Linked DNA regions of Anas platyrhynchos: regions 1 and 3 are each linked to region 2. Evidence: chromatin contacts called from public Hi-C data. All regions are on one chromosome and are shown on one strand. Each heading gives the region's core, a stretch centred on a gene start, on an enhancer-like site or on the middle of the called end of the contact. The rest is flanking DNA. Distances are from core to core; before and after follow the strand shown.

Region 1 (4,553 bases), core at 1,495-3,994, 190 kb before region 2:
TCCACCATCACCACCTTGTCGAACCGTTCCAGCTTTTGAAGTCTGATTATAGGACACCGAAGTCTTTCTATATAGGTTAAGCCCTTAAGATAATTTCAATTTATATTACTTCTCTGAGTACCAGAACAGCATAATTCTCTCATCTTTCAGACATACAGTAAGGAATGAACATCAGCAGCTTAAAAATGAAACACAATTACTGTATTTTGGTTTTCCCCTCCCCCAAATATAAATATATACTGTATATATTTTTAAGTTTTGCTGTACTTTACAAAAAGTATCACTAGATGGCAGCAGTGCGCTTTAGAGCTTTGCCAATTTAACAGCTACAGTAAGTAAAAAATGGTGCATGCGTGATCCGACTTACTACTTCTAATGTTTAAATATATTAAGGAAAAGAAAAGCAACATTCACAGCACATCAAGCCCAAAATAGTTTACACCTTCTACACTGAAGCAGTATTAAAATTTATCTGGCTAGGTCATCCTTACAGGAGAGGCTAAATAAGGCATGCTTTAGACAGTCATATTGTTGCTCACTTGAAAAGGAAAAAAATCAGACAGAACTGGAGTTCTAGAACCAAGAGTTCCAACCCTTAAATTTAGCAGGTCATATTGCCATCAGTCTCTCAGAAACTTAAAGCTCTAAAAAAGAAATGAGAAAAGGTGCTAGTCAATGCCTGACAGCATTTTCAACATCACGTGCCACAACAGTACTTAAACAAAGCGCTTAACATCCAATTTGGTCTTAAATGGAGGCACAGGCTTCCCAACCGAGCTTAGCTTCCGGGCTTTAAGATGAAATGAGGGCTCTTTTTATTAGTGATAGCGCTCAAACTCTACATAACTGCTACTATGAATCATTAAACTATCTACACATTTTATGAAAAAATTCTTTTGATAACCCCCAGTGCTCTTTGAAGCGTGACAGAAAGGCTAGTGCCATACTCTGAGCAGCTGGTAGCTTTAACACACAGAATGAGTTTGGTTTACATACGCAAACCGTGGGAGAAAAAGGAGGGCTTTAGTCTGACCGTTTCTGAGATGTGTGCAAGTCATACTTACATGATAAGCATTTTTAATTTGTGTTTCTCTGGCGTAAGTTTTTATCTTTATGATTGTTTGTAGAATTGGTTTTCCTGGGGAAAGAAAAAAAACGCATTAAATTACAAGCGTAGGAAAATTTTCTTTGTACATCCCAAGTTAAATAGGATGAAGGAAGAATGACATGCTAACTCCTTTGAAAATATTTGATTGTCAAGCAAGAATCTGGCAGATTTCAATTTTCATTACTTCACTGCCATCAAACAACAAACCAAGCAGGTATCATTCCCAAGCATCAGTGGTCCAAGCCCCCTTTATTTGGGAGCAGGGGCTTTTTTGTGCCTCTCCCGCAATAGACTTTTTACTCCCTTGGCCAAAAAAGCCAGAGATAAACTCAGAGGCTTCAAAGAGTGAGGATTTTGCCTGCTTTTACTTTGCTATATAACACAGGGCATGCTGATCTTTATTAGAGCTTTCATGTCACAGCTAGTAATGGCACACGTAACAGCGCTGCCAACTCCCGTAAGCCCCCAGAGTGATCTCAGCAATATTTTTTTTTCTTACGGTGCACTTACATTGGCCCAGCTGATTCATCATCTGCAGCAAGAATTCAGGTGCAATCCAGGGAAGACAAGGGAAGGAAAGAAAAGAGAGTCAGTCTTTGTACCGCTGCCAGCCCAACTGCAAACCAATCTATCTACAGCATTAAAGGCCATTCCACTTGGTAGTGCAAAGATTCATGGAGTTATTTTCTGGATTCAAGTTTTAATGGCAGGTATGTTGCTTCAATGGTTTTAGTTAACACTTTGAATGCTTGTCATGAAGAACTGCAACTGTAGCGGACAGATTGTTGCAATATGGTCAGGCTCATCTTGTCCCCAAGTTCCAGTGGTTCAATCTTATAAAAATAGATGAGAAGACAAACCAACATCTCAGTTGTAAAATCCTGCTGTTTGTTTTCTTGGATTGATTTTTAAGCCATCCTTCAACTGTGGGTGGGTAATTATTGGTATATACACAACAGGGTGTACACGCCATATGCTCATCTTCTACCACAGACGACACAGCCTTTTCATTTCCCATTTCTCTCAAGATCTAATTATCGGAGACCAGGTTAGGAGGAGGCTGAAGATTCAATACTTGATCCAAGTACCCAAGCATAGACCTGGGATAGCGGCAGGCTTTGTGTGCACGTCCGATAGAGCACAGGACTCAAAGCACCAGGAAAAATTCCGGTGTCACAACAGACTTCAGCTACGGAAGACTGACAGCATTGTTCTGCCTGTGTTTCCTGGCAAGAACAAACATTCTCTTTGAAGAATTGGAAAAAAATTGCCAACGAGTGATGTTTCATATGGGTTCTTTCATGGCCAATTGAATACTTTTTGAATTAAAAAAGCCCTTGTTTTTCCCCCGAGCTGCAGTACAGAAGATGGAAGTGCATTTAAGCAGCAGTACAAAAATCAATCCAGAAAGTTACATTAATGTTCCCGTAGAGGTATTTTGGGGGACCAATTCATGACCTGCTGTTTTGAGCACTCCACAGTTGCTGCTCCCCCTTGTGAGGGAGGGATTTTTCACTGAAGCCTTCAAGAAACTCTCAGCAGGATTCCACAAGGGGGCTTGGTGCACATGAAGCAGTTATGGAAATTACAGTCTGAACAGTGTGGGCATCCGCATGAGCACACGCTAGGAGTAATGTCTGTCAAACAGGACATTACTCCACCTGTACCTTCAAGGCAACGGAGAGGCAAAGCCACCGCTAGCACAGACAGTGACCGGAACAAAAAAATATTTCAAAAAAATAAAGAACTAACCACAAACCGAGAGCTTTACAGCCAAAAATAACATACTAGCGACACACCAGTGTCCACAGAAGTCCATTACCAGCAACAGTACACTATCGGACAAGATACAGAGAGAACTAGGACTAGTAAGGACAACCAGACATCAATGTGCTGTTGTATATACAGTGGAGATATACAGAGACACATCAGGTACTGAAACACAAAGCACAGTAGAGTAAATCTAGAGCCTCCCTCCACGATAATCTTTTGACTCACAAAAGATTGCAAAGCAGGCTAGGCTACGTACTCTGCGCACTCGGTGGGAAGAGCCTGGGACAGACAGCAAGCCCTGCGCCCCCCCAGCCCAAGCCAGTAGCACTACCGACGCCGTTCGGCGTTACCACTCGGTTATCTCAGCTTTCTACAAGCATCAGACAGCTTTGAGAGTTTGTTTTGCTGAACTTCAGAAATAGCAAACTGCACCATTAAGATACAAGCTCTCTCTCTCGCTACCAAATAACCATTGTTCCTTCCTCCTCAGTTAAAATATTTAGATGTGTATTTCAGACAGGGAGTTTAGTGTGTTAAAAGAAAAAAGCTTCACGTTTATAAAGGCTGCCAGCAAAAAGTTTCCCTGCCAAAGATCCAACAAAAATGCCTATTAGGATACTTGTGATTGTGCATAAAGCCTAAGACCAGTGGATCACCACCACTCGCCCCTTCCCCTTCTATAACCTAAACGGTGATAAAATGTGACCGAGGAAAATTTCTCTATGCGTTACTACCCCGGTCAGGCTTTTCTCTGCTGAAAAAGCATCCCCAGTACAGTACAGACAAAGACCGAAACCTGAGCGAAATCAGGGGGCAACAGAACAACAGAAAAAATAAGTACAAAATTAGATTAAATAAAGATTAAAAACAGCAAACTGAAATCCAAATTAGTCGTGAACGTGAATGAAGAAGTTTTAAGAAAAAGTGTTAACATTATGACTTGTGCATTGTATAGACTGAAGCGGAGATTAAACAAACTCCAAAGCATGCAGATCTCTCACTTACCACCATTTTTTTAAGGGTATGATGCAATTGAAGGGGGGAAAAAAAAGAAGTCATAGTAACCGACAAATATCAATATAACTCAAAACCTTTATGCCAGAAGACCTGCTCTAGTAACTGATTTCTATCGCAACAGTATTTAAAATGCATGGCCACAGAGAACCAGCCTCTGAGTATGCGGCTTCATTCCATTCCGCACCTGCGGGGCTCCTGAAATGCTGCCAGGTGAAGCTGTGATTTCATAATTGACCGACCTAAACCCCCTCGTTTTCCAGGAGTTGGCTTTTTAATTCGGAGGGCCTGCAGACTCCAGCAGATCATTGTTTATATAATGCACGATTAAGGTAGGTATAGTGATTATCTGCTTAGTGTTGCCCTGAAATTGCAGATTTCTGAATTGGAAGTTTAGAATCACTCCTGTCTTTAGTGCATTGCGCATCAAGCGTGATCTTCTTAGGCAAAATTTCTGGACGTTAAAACTCTGGGGGAATGACAAATGTTTGCTGTAGCTTCAACTTGCATTAAGTGTCTGGGAACAGAACTCATGCTACAGCAGGCTGAGAAGGGGGCTGCATTTTGTGGAGGGCTCCCCTTTTACAGGGCTGCTTACCCTGGCAGATGGCAGCACTCAGGCCTGCCTTGCACACCTGTAGTGAACAGAAACATCATT
Region 2 (4,002 bases), core at 594-3,093:
AGTCACTAGTGGCCTCTGCTGGACACCTCTGTTACTCCTAACAACAAACTCGAGTTAAAAAATAAATAAAAATGCTCAGACACACATACTGGCTTGGATCTCCTGTTTCTACAAGATCTGGTTGCTCTTTGCTGGTCAGACGGCAGCGTCCCTCTTTGTAAAGCCCACATCTCAGCTACCAAAAATTGCAGGGTCCTAATTAAAAATGTTAACCTCCAAAAAGCATCCACCTGTGTCTGCAGCCAGGGCTGCCCAGGGAAGTATCTAGGAATAGTGGCTGCCCTTTAAACCTAATTTCAAGCTAAAGCTTAAGTGTAGAGAAGTAAGAAATGATATGAAAAGAAATATTGATTTTTAAAAGCAGGAGGAACCTGTCCCAAGTTTCAAACAAAAGGGCTCAAGGCCAGATGGAACTCTTCACTTCAGCAGAAGCCATCCAGTCTCTCCTGGAAACCAAAAAACCAGGATAGCACCAGCTCTACCGATAAGATTTACTCACCCCAGGTATTTTCAGCAATTCAGAGATGAGGAGAGGCAGCTTCAGGGCAGCCACACTGCCAGTCACACCCACCAGGACACGGAATTTTTTCTCTGGCACAGACGAACCCGTTTCTGCAGCTGCCTTTGGTTCTAGAGGTGAGAAGGGCTCCATGGTCCAGTCAAACTCTAGGAGCACAGAAATATAAAAGAATTTTAGCACAGCAGGTACTCCTGAAGTACTCCCAAAGACACAGGTCTAAGCGTGGGCTATGCAGGACCCAGAGCAACTCGGTCTGATGCTGAACATTCAGGCCCTGATCCACAAAGCTTTTATTTTATTAAAGGCACCCCTTTAAGCACAGGAGTAGCCGGACTCCTCCCATTTTCCTTACGTACAGGTTCTCTGGGACAACAGTAAACAGAATGCCAGAAATTACACAAGCTCGATGCTGTTGGTAAAGCCAACAGCCCCCAGAACAGAAATATGCCCTCTTGTGGTGGACACGGCACAGACTGCAGGCAAGACACGCAGCCCAGCTGAGTCGTGCTCCCTTCACGCTCTGTGGAGAAGAATAAACGCAGGTAGACATTTCAGGAAGTAAAAATTCTGGGGGGCCTCAGGCAAGCATTAGAGCTCTACTGCCCATCGTATTAATGCATATTTACAGTAGCACTAGGAATTACTCTGTGTAGATCGGGCAAAAAAGACCCAAACTGTGAATAAAACATAAACCAAACCAGCCACTATGTACAAACACTGTAGGAATGTGAAAGCCAGAACCACTCACTCATCCCCCACTGCCAGCCAAGGCTACCTAGAGGCCTAGAGGTTGTTTTTGAAGGCGTGTGGCAAGCAGAGATGATTCAGAATGCTCTTCTGCCATCTCTGAGTGTTCTGCCACGCTGATAAGTCACTAATGATAAATCACTCACAAGTATTCAGTAAAAGAAAAGCACTCCTCTACAGAATCCATATGAACGTCTCTATTAAGTCTTGAAACTAACAAAGAGCAAGCTCTCTTATGTAAAACATCTGAAAACTGTACGTTAGTGAAGGCATCACAGCAGGATTCAGTGAAACTAACCTCATTACTCAGAGGAAGTTACCTGGAAGCATTTTGGGTAAAAGAGAGGAAGGAAAAAATCTTAACACCAGCTTTATTTTACGCACCAGCTTGGACGTTGGAGTGAGGCAGCTGGGTTCCCTGGAGAACATTTACCTCTTGGTCATTCCCAGAGCTCACTCAGATCCAAGTTTAATTTAGGATCCTTCATGGGGCGATTCAGATCACGCTCGGGCAACAGCTACACAGGAGCCTGAGCCACCAAGAGGCACAAGCACCAGGATCCTCACTAATTGCCTCAGCCCCTCAGCCGAGGCACGAAGGGAGCCGCACATCCTTTCTCCACGCTCCACTGGGAATTCATACGTTGTGCTCAGGCCCCTGGGGTTTGTCAATGTGGCTGAAAAAAAAAAAAAAAAAAAAGGCAAATAAAAAAAGAGCTAGGACAGGAGCACAATTTCAGCTTGACCTTCCAGGCACTGCTTACCACGAGAAATTACAGAACGGGATTATCAGTGTACGTAGCGGCTAGGGTGGTCTGATACCACAGCGGCACTTCACGTGCTTACCTAACGAAAATTAAAGCTATCGCAAGCTGCCCAGAGATGAAAACTCTTATTAAGTAACGATTAATTCACCGAAGCACCCCCAAGCTGAGCTGTAGGACACAGGCCGTGAGGGCTGCTGGAGGCACCGCTCCCTCCTCTCCCCCTCACAGCCCTGGGGGGGGGAGCTAAGCGCGAAGGGCGCACAGAGCAGGCGGCCCCTCAGCGGCGTTACCGGCTCCTTAGCTCTGAGAACCGCTCCTAACGGCTGCCGAGGCCGAAACCGGCCGGGAGGAGCCCGGCGGCCTGCAGGGCACACACGGGGAGCCCGGGGAGAGGGCCCGGGGCCCACCTGCGGCCTACCCGCGGCCCGGCCCCGCTCCCCGCCCTAGCAACGGGGGCACAACCCGGAAGAGCGCAGGGCACGCTGGGAAATGTAGTCCCGCGGCGCCGCCATGAGGCCCAGGCCCCTCAGGGGCTCCCAAAAAACACAGATTTACCCCAGCACAGCCTCAGGGCCCCGTGGGGCAACGCCGCACCCCGCTCTGGTCACCCGCACCACAAACACCCCGTTTTCTCCCAGCCCCAAGGCCCCCCCATTGTCAGTGCCCAGCCCCAGGCGCTATAAGCGTGCGTTATTTTCTGGTGGCAGCCCAGCCCCGGGGGGGTCGTTGTGTCCCTGCCCTGCTGCAGGCTGGCCAGCTGCATTTCCCCACCCCAACACCCTGAGCTGTGGGGTGAGCATCGTCCTGTCAGCCCCAGCAGGAGCGCTGGCTCGGGGTGGTGCTTGATGCGTGTCCCAGGCAGAGGAGTCGCTGCTAGGGGGTAAAAATTGGCTGCTAGGGGTTAAAAATTCACTGCTAGGAGTTAAAAATTGGCTGCTAAAGGTTTAAATGAAAAGCATACAGGAAGAAAGTGAGAGCAAGGGCACAGGGACAGAGCCCTGGGGTGCAGGGTTACTCCTGGCACCCCAAATGCAGAGCAGAGCTGGGTTAGCACACAGCCTCCCCAAATTTCCCCTGGTGCAGCTGCCAAGTGCCAGCTTGTGGGCACCCCTCTTGTTATTAAATAATCAGTGCAGAAGGGGAGACAAGCCACGGCTCATAACCAAGGCTGCTCCCCCATTAACACAGCTGCTAATTAAAAATGACCACCCTGCGGGCCGGTGTGGTGCCACCGCCAGCTTCCAGCAGGGCAAGGCGCGTGTGGGGTCAGCGAGGGGCCCCGCTTGCACAGAGGAGACACTCGAGAGGAGGGTGAGGTGCTGAAGCAGTGCCTGTTAGTTACAGCGCGTTACAGGTTATCATTTCTGCAGCTCGATATAAACGCGAGAGGTTGAAATCACTTTGTTATTTTGCAGACATGGATGACAGAGCACATGATTTGGCATAGTAAGTTTTAGGCTAGCTAGAAATGAATTGCACAATATTTAAACCTGATTAAGTACATAATAGGCTCAGCAACGGATTACTTTTCTCCTTACAGTTTATACATATATATACACGCATACACAGACAGGCATTTTTATCATTAGCTGCATTTTAGTCTTGTCAAGAGACAACTACCTACTGCCAAATGACTGAAGTGATACTCTTAAAAAGGAAACTATTCTTGGTGTGCTTTGCTGGGAAAAAAAAAAAAAAGATAAATTCCAGTTTGGTGCCATCCCCGTGGGCAGGTCTCGCATCCTGGCACTGCCAAACTGCTGGGGGGGAGGGGGCAGGCAGGGGCACAGCACCTGCAGTACCAGCATCTGTGGGGCATCTGTGGGGCAAGAGGGGTTGGAGCCAGAGGGCTGCATTCCCTTTTGGGCTGCTTTTCTAGGACTTGAAGGAAAAAAATAATGGTTGTTTAAAGTGCATTTAGAGTCTGAAAAGCATCTCTGAGAAGGAGCTTTCCCTCCTCCTGCCCCA
Region 3 (4,212 bases), core at 1,409-3,908, 130 kb before region 2:
CGTCCTGAGGCTCCCAAAGGTCTGTGTCAAGGCAACCTGAAGGTTTATTAGGGTTATTGTTGCTTTGTGGGTGGAAAGCCTGATTTTGTCCAACTTCACCCATCTTTGATGTGGTAAATAGAAGTGCCAGTGACTGAGAATTTGCATGTGGCTGCTCTGAGCGGCTTTGGGGTGAACGTGGTGCCAGAGCACGCAGACTGCGACCAGCACAGCTTGTGTGCGAGCACAGCAAATACCAAATAGCCCGGGCAAATCTGCTTTGTATGGCTTGCTCCTCACCAGCACGGCATCTGCTGAAGTTCTGCACGGCTGGGCCCTGCTGTCACCGCGTGGGACACCAAAGGCTCTGCTTTGCTGCTACCCCGCTCCTTTTTCTGCTTGCTTGCTTGTGCACAAACTCAGCTCGTGGGCTCCAGAGTGAGCCAAAGAAAACACCTTAATGAATGGCTCTAGAGATGACAAAAATACTATTTTTAAAAGATGAATTGATGAAAGCCGTGCTGAAAGCAATCCTGCAGAGGTGTTGCTGGGGAAAAGAAAAGCCTCGTGACTTTCCTCTGATAAGAAAATATTCCTTCCTCACGCTGCTGGCGTCCCCCGGGGGGGAGTTTGTGCATCTGGAGTCCATCGCCGGGCTCTCTGCTTCTGAACGACTGCCGTGTGCTGCAGAAATCGCTGAGCTCCCTCCAGAGCAGCCTCCCACCATGTGCATGGACCCGAAACATCTGCGCTCAGGCGGCGGTGAGTGACTCACTGTCCCCAGCCCCAGCATGGCCACATCCGAAGCGTTTCGGCTCCGTTCCTCCAAGCGAGCAGGGCTGAGGCCGTCCCAGCTGCAGCCTCAGCAAAAAGCCCCAGGAACAGCAGGGCAGGACCAGCACTGGGCTTCTCCCGGGACCAGCTCTTCGCTCTGCTGAGGCTCCGAGCAGCCCCAAGCCCTCTCTGCTCCTCTTTTTGCTCCGAATCACTGGCAGGCGTTATGAATATGCATGTGCCCCAGCACCTTAGTGCGTCTCCTCGAGCAGATCCTGGCTGAACGTAAAATTAAACTTGCAAATCGCCGCCTTTTCTTTGCCTTCCCGTGTTTGTTTGCTTATTTATTTATTTATTCATTTTTCTGTTGTCATCAGCTTTGTTATCATGCACATACCTCGGGTACTTCAGGGTGCGAGGAAGGAAAATTAGCCAAAAATACTCATTTGGGACAGAGCATCCACTATTTAAATTCCTCCCTGGAAGCCTTGTTCCTTGTTAATTATGAACAGGCTTGCAAGCAGCATCGATTTTAATTTCTAAGCTAGCGTTGATGTGGAAAAATCTGCCTTTGTTTCAAAGGGCGTTTTAGATTTTATTTATTTTAACAGTAAGGAATCGCTGGCGCTCAGACACTGTGATGTCTGAGCCCTGCATTGGCAGTTCGCATCTTTTTGGGATCTTTTTGCTGAACCCCTCGGGCTTCACTTGCATTTCTGGAGCTGGGTAGGGACTCCTCTCCTGCAGAAGGCCCCTGCAAGCCCAGCTGGGCTCCAATTGGAGATGGAGGGCTGCATCCTTTTTGGTAGCATCCCCCAAAAATGCCTCTGGGTGGATGGGGCTCTTGCATCTGGTCTCCAGGAGCTGTGCACAGCCACCACCCCCACCAGGCTGGGCACGGACAGAGGCACCCTCCTGATCTGCAGGCACAGCTGCAAATCGAGCTCCCAGTTTTGAAGCGTAGCTGCTTTTGAAGTGTATTTGCTTCATCCTCGATTGTTCTTGTTGCTCTCACCCACGGAGCTTGGGTCAAGGCTTTGCCAGCTCCATCACCACAACATCCTTCCTTGCTCACAGGGAAAAAATAAAAAAAAATCAAGTGGTTTTAAATATAGCACATCTCAGGGTATTTTTATTTGCTTTTTAGCTCTGAGCTCTCCAGGTTTGGTTGGTCCAGCTTTGCTCTGTAATCAAAAGGGTGAGGAGCTTCCTTTTCTCCCCCGCAGTGAGACTGAAGCCTCCCACGTGGGCACTGGGGCCACCGAGTCATGGGGACGATGCGGGAGCCTTGGGGACACGGTGAGAGCTGCCCAGGTACCGTGTGTCTGAGGTCTTGCTTTTGTGGGCACCCCCGCACTGCGCCTCCCAAATATTTGGGGGTCCCTCCCTCTCTAGCAGCGTCTTCCACCGAGGATGGTGTGGGGCTGCCAGTGCCTCTGCACCCCTATTCCCCCAGCTCTGTATACCCCAACCCCCAGCTCTGTGCACCCCAAGCTCTGTGCACCCCAATTCTCTATCTTCATACACCCCACACCTAGGGCACCTTGCACCCCAATCCCCCAGCCCTGTACAGCCCAATCCCCAAGCTCCATGCACCCCAATCCCTTATCTCCATCCACCCCACACCTGAAGCTCCCTACACCCCAATCCCCCATTCCCCTATTCCCCAATCCCTGGCCCCATGCACCCCAATTCCCTATCTCCATACACCCCAATTCCTAGCCCCATACACCCCAATTCCCTATCTCCATACACCCCAACTCTAGGACTCCCTGCACCCCAATCCCTGGCCCCATGCACCCCAATTCCCTATATCCACACACCCCAACTCTAGGACTCCCCGCACCCCACCCCCCGGCCCCACACCCCCCATTTCCCAGCCCCACACCCCCCATTCCCCCCTTCCCCCCCCGGCCCCTCCTCCCCCGCCGGACCCCGGGCAGGAAGCGGCCGCAGCCAACCAGGGCCCGAGCGGATCCGAAGGGATCCGACGGGATCCGAAAGGAGCCGAAGGGAGCCGGAGGGAGCCGAGCGCGGCCGAGCGGGGCCGGGGCGCGGTAGGTGCAGGCCGGGCGGGGACGGGGGGCGCCGGGGGGGCGCCGGGGGGGGGGCTCCGGGCGCGGCCCCCGGGGCTCCGGGAGCGGCCCCGGCCTCGGCCACAGCCCCGGGGCCTCCCCGGGCTTTGTGCTGGCGGGGGGGGAATGAATGGGACCGGCAGGGGGGGCCCCGAGGGGCGTGGGGGGGGCTCCGCCGCCTTCCCCTCGCTGGGGGCTCCCCCTCGGGGCCCCCCCGGTTTGGGGCTGAGCCGCGGGGAAGCGGCTTGGGGAGGGAGCGACGGGGCGGGGGGGGGGGGAGCGGCGAGGTTCCCGACACCCTTTGGGTGTCTTTTTTGATTTTCTTTGATCTTTTCTTAATTGTTTGAATGGATAGTTTTTGATTATTATTCTTTTTTTGTTTTTTTTTTCCTTCCCCCCCCTCTTCCCCCCCTCTTCCAGGGTGCTGAGGAGACGCCCCAGCGATGCTCTGCCCGCTGCTCGCCCTGGCGCTCAGCCTGGCAGGTGAGGGGGGACCCCTCGGGGGGAGCAGGGACCCCTTTGGGGTGAGCGGGGACTCCTTTGGGGTGAGCGGGGATCCCTCTAGGGTGAATAGAGACACCCTTGGGGTAAGTGGGGACGCCTCTGGGGGAGCAGGGACCCCTTTGGGGTGAGTGGGGACCCCTCTGGGGTGCTCCTCCCGGGTACGCTGCGGGCACAAAGAGGGGCAAACCCTCACCCACCGCCGCGGGAGGAGGGTCCCGGTGTTGAGGGGCTCCACGTCCCACGTGCTGCAGCCAAATGGTGAAGGCACAGCGGGGTCACGTCCTGAGGGATGTCACGGGGCTGGATCCGGCCCCACACTCGGCAGCTCCCAGACCTCCTCCGGGCACACCACCAGCGCCCGCTGGCTCCTGGAGAGGGATGAGTGGTCCTGGCCTGGCTCCCTGAGCCCTTTGCCAGCACACCAAGGCTCGACCCAAACCCCTGGCATTGCTGCAGCAGCCCCCTGCGGCTCCACAGCACAGGGGGGCAGTGGGGAAGATTCCTTTTGGGATGCTCGCCAGCCAGCAGCCAGGCCGGGTGATGTTCCTAAAAACCACCCACAGGCCTTTATTAATAGCCGGAGGGAGCTGTGACGCCGTGGGGCCTGCCAAGAGCCAGGCTGGCTGCCCGGGCGCTGTGCTTGTGTCTGTCCGTCTGTCTGTCCATCCGTGTCCCCTGGCAGGGCTCAGCCAGCCTGGCTCCCTCCTGAGCTCCTCTCCTGCAGGGATTTATTGGGGTCAGGGTGTCAAACCTCACTGCCGATGCACCTCCCTTGGTGCCAGGTGGGATTTTTCCCCCTTTCCTTCCCCGTATAACACTGAGGAACGTGGCTCTGCTGGGACATCCCCACCCACTGCCATCATTCCCTAGGGGACAGGGG

Evidence for each region. A called contact is a pair of places that touch in the nucleus more often than the background predicts.
Region 1: a contact with region 2 is called in a Hi-C map of skeletal muscle, with 1.9 times the contacts expected there. The contact joins the enhancer-like site here to the promoter of PPCDC in region 2. A contact is called at or near these places in 2 of 8 Hi-C or Micro-C datasets (skeletal muscle and subcutaneous adipose tissue).
Region 3: a Hi-C map of subcutaneous adipose tissue shows a contact between it and region 2, with 1.7 times the contacts expected there. The contact joins the promoter of CD276 here to the promoter of PPCDC in region 2. A contact is called at or near these places in 3 of 8 Hi-C or Micro-C datasets (liver, skeletal muscle and subcutaneous adipose tissue).

The regions. Positions count from the first base shown.
Region 1 is chr11:12,973,147-12,977,699 of IASCAAS_PekinDuck_T2T, reverse strand. NPTN (neuroplastin) reads right to left here. Exons shown (of 8, transcript XM_038184867.2): 6 at 1,619-1,640; 7 at 1,065-1,138. The coding sequence ends at 1,078. Among named protein-coding and RNA genes, the nearest start is that of REC114, 27 kb to the left of the region's middle. Within about 2 kb of position 2,744, at least 4 of the 8 cell types and tissues checked have an H3K27ac peak or open chromatin away from gene starts, as enhancers often do. A contact at or near this core is called in subcutaneous adipose tissue, where this site is marked.
Region 2 is chr11:12,786,006-12,790,007 of IASCAAS_PekinDuck_T2T, reverse strand. It overlaps PPCDC (phosphopantothenoylcysteine decarboxylase), which reads right to left and starts at 1,843. Exons shown (of 6, transcript XM_013097217.5): 1 at 1,701-1,843; 2 at 500-666. The coding sequence starts at 652. It overlaps SCAMP5 (secretory carrier membrane protein 5), which reads right to left. Exons shown (of 8, transcript XM_038184959.2): 8 at 1,805-1,944. The coding sequence ends at 1,905.
Region 3 is chr11:12,914,985-12,919,196 of IASCAAS_PekinDuck_T2T, reverse strand. It overlaps CD276 (CD276 molecule), which reads left to right and starts at 2,658. Exons shown (of 8, transcript XM_027466271.3): 1 at 2,658-2,810; 2 at 3,249-3,311. The coding sequence starts at 3,272.